Regions from separate parts of the Mus musculus genome. Here region 2 is linked to region 1. The links are chromatin contacts, called in public HiChIP or PLAC-seq maps. All regions are on one chromosome and are shown on one strand. The core of a region is the stretch at or near the end of the contact, and the rest is flanking DNA. Distances in the headings are between cores, read along the strand shown.

Region 1 (3,556 bases), core at 474-2,973:
TTCAGGTCCTTTACAGAAAAATGCCATCTCCATTGTCACGCCAGTACCCTTGTCTGAGAAGCAAAGGATGATGGGTACTGTGTGTATGACCTTGTGGAAATCTGACAGCCCTAAGCATGCTGATTACGTGAATGAGTGTGCATCATCATACCCAAGGAAGCTGTCCCTCTCAAGATGATCGTTGCTAGAGAATGGATGTGTGCTTAGTGGCACCAGAAAGTAACAGAAGGACATAAATGATGCTGAGAATTCATAAGCTTTGGAACAGACATTCTTAAGAAGGAAAAAATTTTCCATGGCTCCAAACTTAATACATTTTCAGAGGAATTGATACATGGAGTTCAATTCAGATATTTTCTCAAGAGATATATGGTACTTTATAGAAGTCCAGCTGTCTCCACCTCCCCAGCACTAGAATCGAAGCACGTGCCATCAAACCCAGCAACTTTCCTTAGCATCGGCTCCTAAGGAATCAAACTTGGATCCTTGTGACTGGAAGGCAGCATGGTTTCTCTGAGGCAGAGTGGAGAGTGCGAGTGTCTAGCAATACGGAAGCCACGGCTTGGGCTGGGAAGACTTGGGGCAAACCCAGGCCTGAGAATGGATTCAAGTGGATATAGTAGGATGTTGGGCTTCGTGTGAGCTCTCTATGTACCTGAATATACACACCATTTCCAGTCAGACAGTATTTAGGGAAGGGCTTCTATATAGAAGAACTGGTCTCCAAAACACAAAAGCTTGTAGTCTAACTAGGCAGAAGCACCTAGAAAGTTGAGTAAGCAGTCATCCCAGAGCACAGGAGCGACACCAGGTGGCCTGCGTTTCTAGGGAAGAGCTCACAGTTCGTAAATTCAAGAGCAGAGACCACTGCTTTTCTCTTCAAGGGAGGAGAAATCCTGACCGTTGTAAACTGGACTTGAGAGTGTGCTTGCTGGCTTCTGTCACTTCCCTTGGCACATTCCACCCTGACCTTTCCAACTCTGTCTTCAGCCCGTCCTTGTTTTTTTTCTTGTGAGCATCCTTAGGTTTTCTTAGTTATTTTTCAGGCTTGAGGCATAAGTAATCAGGACAGCCAGTTGGGCATTAGAGACTCGTTACCAAATCACAGTCATACTCTCAGGGCCTTCTGCTCTCAGAAAAAATGGAAAGTGTGTTTACTTGGGAGCCAGGAGTCAGATTGGTCAGCCTTCTGCTCTGTGTTTCAGCATTGATCTGATGCCATCTTGCCAGTTTCCTCCTCGAGTGCTGCTGTAAGCCAGCTCCCATAGACTCTAATGGCCGGAGTCTTCCACTTGTCACATGACTAGTGAGGTGTTGACATGCTCACACACCTCAGCTTTCAGCTCCAGTCCTTGTCTGTGTCTTAGGATTTGGAAACTTTTCCTATGTCACGGAAGGAATAATTTTTTACTCTTTTCTGTCTTCCACCTCCCATTCACTAATTGTGGTAAAAAGTTTTTCAAAATGGCCTTTCCAGCAATTGGCTAGAGATTTTCGGCGGCTGATCCTGCCCACCTCTGTAAGTTCTAACCCCAAAGCCTAACCCCTCTTCCGTTTCTCCTCCATTTTGGCTCTTCTTTGTATACTGGCCAAAATCCTGAGCACCCTTGCCTGGCACTCTCATTCCCACTCATCTCTGAATCTCCCCCACGCTCCGCTCAGCTGCTCACCCCTGTGGCTGAACACATCCCCTCTTGGACCCTGTCTTCTCCACTGCCCCCTCCTGGCAGCTGCCAAGATTACCTGCCCTGTGGTTTTCGCTCAAGCTTTGGGGAAAGAAGGGAGTTCCTTTCCAACCATCATCTCCTCTACCCGTGTGCACATTGTTTTATTCTTACATGTTGTTTCTGTCTCTGGCCATTAGGCAAACAAGGAAGTTACTAACTCCTTGATCTTGATCTGCTTACAGACTCTCACACTACCCACCCCCCTGGGAAATACGGTTCCTCCTCTTCCTCTTTCCTCTTCCTCTTCCTCTCCCTATGCTTTCTTCCTCCTCCTCCTCCTCCTCCTCCTCCCATCTTCAAGTTGTTTCAGAAATGATCAGTGCTCATTTGTGCATTAATTATCTCATTCATCTTATTGTATACACATTCTATAGCTATTTCATAGCTACCTGCCTTACTTTCCATGGCTGTGAAGGGACACCATGGCCTTGCCATCTCCCATAAAGGAAAACAGTTCATTGAGGCTGGCTTTATAGTTTCAAAGATACAGTCCATTATCATCATGGCAGGAAGCATGGCAGCATGCAGCTAGACATGGTGCTGGAGAAGGAACTAAGAGTTCTACATCTTAATCTGCAGGCAGCAGAAGGGGGCTATGTCTCAACTTTGAGCATAGTTTGAGCATATATAACCTCAAAGCACAGTAGCATACTTCCTCCAGCAATGCCATACCTACCTCAACAAGGCTACACCTCTTAACGGTGCCACTTCCTATGGGCCAAGCACATGAGTGTGAGGACCAAACCTGTTCAAACCACCATGATACCCTTTTCATTCTTTCTCTCCTCCCCCTCTCTCCCTCCCTTTCCCTCTTCCCCCTCCCTCACTCTTTCATTCTTTTCTTCCTCCCTCCCTCCCTCCCTCCCTCCCTCCCTCCCTCCCTCCCTCCCTCCCTCCCCCCTTCCCTTCCTTCCTTCCTTCCTTCCTGGGACAAGATTACTCTCTGGCCTGGAACTTGCCAGATAGACTAGACAAGCTATGCAGAGAACCCCAGGTATCCTCCAGTCTGTTTCTCCAGAGCACAGCTGTACTGTAGCCAAGCATTTGCTGTTCTATTTGGGGATTGACCCTTAACTACCTTTGGAGAAGTATGCCTTACCTTATGTCTGATATCAGCATTCAAGGCTGAATTTTAGGTAAAAATGTTTATTTTTTAAAGTTTTGCCCAGAACTGTTTGGCTAGACCACGCAAATGTGGCTCAGCCCTACCGATAGACAACTCTGCTGGAAATCAAATTTGAACTATTTAGAACTGCTGTGTGTGACCCTGAGAGATGGCCCTGCAGTTGAGTGACAAAAGTGCTTGCTCAGACCTGCAGTGTCTTTGCTGGGTTGGAACTGGGCCTCAGCAACTCTGTACTGACTCTGTGCTTTCTCTTCATTGCAGATTTGTCCCATATGTGCAGCGTTACCTGGAGGAGATCCTAATCATGTCACAGATGACTTTGCAGCTCATCTGACACTTGAACACAGAGCCCCTAGAGATTTAATATCCTTTCAGGAGGGTTTGCTGGTGGTATTGGTGCTTTGATTGTTGTTGAGAATAGTGCTTTCAGAGAGAAAAAAACTAATCTCTAAGTTGTTTTTGTGTGTTTGACCTTTTCATACAGTGCCGTGCTTTAGGGTATAAGCTGCTTTTCTCAGTCTCTCTTCCATTTGGATTCTGTTCATGTGAAAGTGTAAGTCAAGTCACAGTTACTCACCCTTCCTGCTAGATTTTACCCATGTTCCATAATCTAACCTAGACCTGTTGGGGAACAAAGAGGTGATGGTTTTGTTTTTCAGTCTGTAACACCATCTTTCTTTCACTCACGGTCCCTGCATCTCTA
Region 2 (3,556 bases), core at 616-3,115, 110 kb before region 1:
TTCTTTCTGGAAAGGAGCCGCTGAGCTGAACTTAGCAAGTACAGGGAATGCCTGCAAGTCGACTTGATGATCCTTTGTTGGGAATCCTGCATCTCTTCTCTATGCCTACACCTAGAAGAATCAGATTTCTTCCCTCAATAAAGAGAAAAGGGATTGGAGTTCACCTTGGATGCAACCTTGTACAATTGGACATTTATGCACTGACTTCAAGGTGAAGCCCAGGAAGTCCAAACCTAACTTAAGGTTAGCATTGCATCCAGCACGGAATCCAGAGATACTATCTCTGGATGTCTGGATAGTTTTATGTTCAAGCTTAGCAGATCCTTCAACAAGTAGAGACTGTTTCAATCTGCCCAGCCCTGCTTTCGGTTTCCCAGATTTCCTGGACTTTGGGTAAGAGCATGTGACTACATTCTAGGCCAAGGAAATGAAGACAGAAGTGATGGAAGCGACTTCTGAATCTGAGGCTAAATTCTAGTGTGACTTTTCATCCTCCTTTCTTTCCTGGTCCACTGCCTGGATATAGAAGATGGAGGGGTCCAGAATAACAAGAGAAAGGGGGCCTGAATACCAGTCACTATGCAATAAAAAGCACAAAGCCAGGCATGATAACACAGGCTTTTAGGCCTAACATTCAAGAAACAGGCCAATCTCTATGAGTTCAAATCCAGGCTGATCTACATACTGAGATCCATAAACATATGGCTACATAAACAGGTGACGCCCTTTCTAAAGAAAATAATTTTTTAAAAAGGAGACTAGTACAGAAATCACAGGATTGTGTTACATAAGAAACAACTTTCTTTAAAAGATTTATTTTTATTTTATGTGCATGAGTGTTTTATGCACACCAAACTCATACCTGGTGCCCAAGCAGGCCAGAAGAGGATGCCAAGTCTCCTAAAACTAGAGCTACAGATGCTTGTAAGCCACCGTGTGGGTGAGCCCCACGTGGATGAGACAACTCTCTACAACCCCCACCCCCACTAAACTGTTATTACTTCAAGCAAAGATATTTTGCTCTTTGTCTGTCTATCTGAACCATGAAGTTTGCCGTTCAGGAAATGTTTCTCCTCTTTTTCTTCTATCAGTAGAATATGCTCTATATTCAACACAGGAAAAGGGATGGGAGTGGGGATGGATGGCGTTTCAGCCCTGGGTGATATAATAGAACTCACTGTCCATGGGGGTTGTAGGAGCTGAAGAGGTAACTTTTTCAGGAGTGCAGTATCCCACTCCTGGAATGGGTTAACAAGAAAAAGCAAGGTTTGCAGGCACAGGAGCTTTTTCCCCTCTTTTTCCTTCTAAAAACCACATTGAAGGTTAACTGAAGGAGAAAAACCGCACCCTCCAGTACAGTGTTTCTAAAAGGCCACTGAGAAAAGGAACAGCGGAGCCCTCCCGGGAGTCCTAGCTCCCACCTCCGCCCTTAGACAATGCCTGAAAACAGCTTGTTTTAAGAAGCACCAACCACAAGAAAATAGAAAGAAGGAGACTCTGGAGAGCAAACGCAAGAGACTTGAGGCGACGCGGGTGGGGTGTCTCCCGCGAGCAGGGCTGCAGCAGAGCGCGCGTGCTCGCCCGCACACCCACAACCCTACACCACACATACATTCAACAAAACCCCAAGTCCTTCCCCGCTGCCCCCCCCCCCACGCCCTTCCCGCGGGGTGAGCAGCAGGCTCCTGGGTACTAGGAAAAGGAGATATATCAAGAAAAGAGACCACCGGGAGCTGGTGCCTGCCACCCTCCACGCGGGATCGCAACGGGTTAGGAACGCGGGCCGAGAAGGGCGGAGCCCCAGGCAGCCTGGAGATGCTGAGCGCCCCCCAGCCCCCGCGCGCGCTGGCCACGCCCTCCGCGCGGGCTGGCCACGCCCTCGTTGCGGCGGGCGAGAGGCGGGGCGGGGCGCGGTGTATATAAGACGAGGGGCGGGCGCCGCTCTTTTGTCTCTTGCTGCAGCAACGAGAGTGGGAGCACCTGGAGCGCGAGCTCGGAAGGAGAATCCACGGTAAGGCACAGCGCCGGCCTTGGGGCCTACCCTGGGTGGGGTCGGGCCAGTTTATGGCTGGCGGGCGCGTTCCCCTTCGGTTGCAACAGGCGACCCGGCGGTTTGGAATCTTCTGGGGCTAGCAGGCCACGCCCTGGGGCTTCGGAGGGAGGGTGTGGTGGACGAGTCTAGGATCCTCGGCCTCCGGGCTGCGGGAACGCCCAGGACTGGGAATGCCACGTTGAGAGGCGTTCGCGGAAGGCGCGGGATCCAGGACGCGCTGGTCACCCCCAAGCCCCTGGCCACCCATTATCACCTTGTTTCGCCCATCAGAGTTGTAAGAAAATGGCAGACAAGCCGGACATGGGGGAAATCGCCAGCTTCGATAAGGCCAAGCTGAAGAAAACCGAGACGCAGGAGAAGAACACCCTGCCGACCAAAGAGAGTAAGTGTGCCCCGGGTTCCCACCCCAGCGCTCCTCCCTTCCCTGCTGTGCCAGCCCGGCACCCCCACCCCCATCCGGCCACTATCTTCCCACCCCGAATCTAAGGCCACAGCCACCCTTCCAGTCACACAAAGCACTTTGTCTCTTCCAAACCCCTTCTCTGTCCGCAGGCCTCGTGGGTGCCTCACCCACACCAGGTTTGTGGGTTGGGTATGGGGGGCTGTAAGGTAGCTCCAATGACCACATCCCTCCCTTCGCAGCCATTGAACAGGAAAAGAGGAGTGAAATCTCCTAAAAGCCTAGGAAGATTTCCCCACCCCACCCCACCCCGCCCCATCATCTCCAAGACCCCCTCGTGATGTGGAGGAAGAGCCACCTGCAAGATGGACGCGAGCCACAAGCTGCACTGTGAAACCCGGGCACTCCGAGCCGATGCCACCGGCCCGCGGGTCTCTGAAGGGGACCCCTCCACTAATCGGACTGCCAAATTTCACCGGTTTGCCCTGGGATATTATAGAAAATTATTTGTATGATTGATGAAAATAAAAACACCTCGTGGCATGGTTGGCGTGGTCTGAATTTTTTAGTTGAGTATGCGTGGGCAGAGCGGTCTGGGAGTGAGTTGTGCCGCAGGGAGAGAGGAGGGGACGTGGTAGAATGGGTGAGGAGGATGTATCGTTTTTATTTTTGTTTTACGTGCTTCTCGACATGCGGTTTCCTGGGTTCTCAGTTGCTTCGCCCTTAATGCGATCCATGTCAATTTTAACCCCATTTTGAAAAATGCTGTCCAAAAGATTAAGCTTTGCTTTTGATCGGCTCTTCAAATCCTACCTTTTCTTCTGCCCTCTTAACCTTTCACGCACACCAGAAGCAGTGATTTGTTAAAGTCTGAGAGGAAAGGATGCAAAGAATCATTCAGGAATGTGGGAAATTGGGCGAGGTCGGGGTCCATCCCTCAGACACAAACACACGAGGTTTTCTATTGGGTGTTAACAGAATGAGGTGAAATAAAAACAAAGGCCAGATAAAACCGCATTATATCACAACTTGCGGAACATCTTCAGAACTGCAGCCACGGAGATCAGCCTAGTTTTTTGTCTCTGAACCTTATGCGAATGCGT

The links. HiChIP or PLAC-seq counts read pairs in DNA pulled down with a chosen protein or histone mark.
Region 2: a contact with region 1 is called in an H3K27ac HiChIP or PLAC-seq map of extraembryonic endoderm stem cells. The contact joins the promoter of Tmsb10 here to the enhancer-like site in region 1. A contact is called at or near these places in 4 of 39 promoter capture datasets (3T3-L1-derived adipocytes, the C10 cell line, embryonic stem cells and 1 more), 3 of 484 Hi-C or Micro-C datasets (all in embryonic stem cells), 4 of 115 datasets of contacts at active chromatin or transcription factors (bone marrow-derived macrophages, embryonic stem cells and extraembryonic endoderm stem cells) and 3 of 9 other capture datasets (adipose tissue, liver and pancreatic islet).

What each region holds. Positions count from the first base shown.
Region 1 is chr6:72,850,043-72,853,598 of GRCm38.p6, reverse strand. It overlaps Kcmf1 (potassium channel modulatory factor 1), which reads left to right. Exons shown (of 7, transcript NM_019715.2): 4 at 3,115-3,216. Among named protein-coding and RNA genes, the nearest start is that of Kcmf1, 48 kb to the left of the region's middle. Within about 2 kb of position 1,723, at least 18 of the 459 cell types and tissues checked have an H3K27ac peak or open chromatin away from gene starts, as enhancers often do. A contact at or near this core is called in extraembryonic endoderm stem cells, where this site is marked.
Region 2 is chr6:72,956,792-72,960,347 of GRCm38.p6, reverse strand. It overlaps Tmsb10 (thymosin, beta 10), which reads left to right and starts at 1,865. Exons shown (of 3, transcript NM_025284.4): 1 at 1,865-2,011; 2 at 2,324-2,435; 3 at 2,696-3,001. The coding sequence starts at 2,336. The coding sequence ends at 2,730.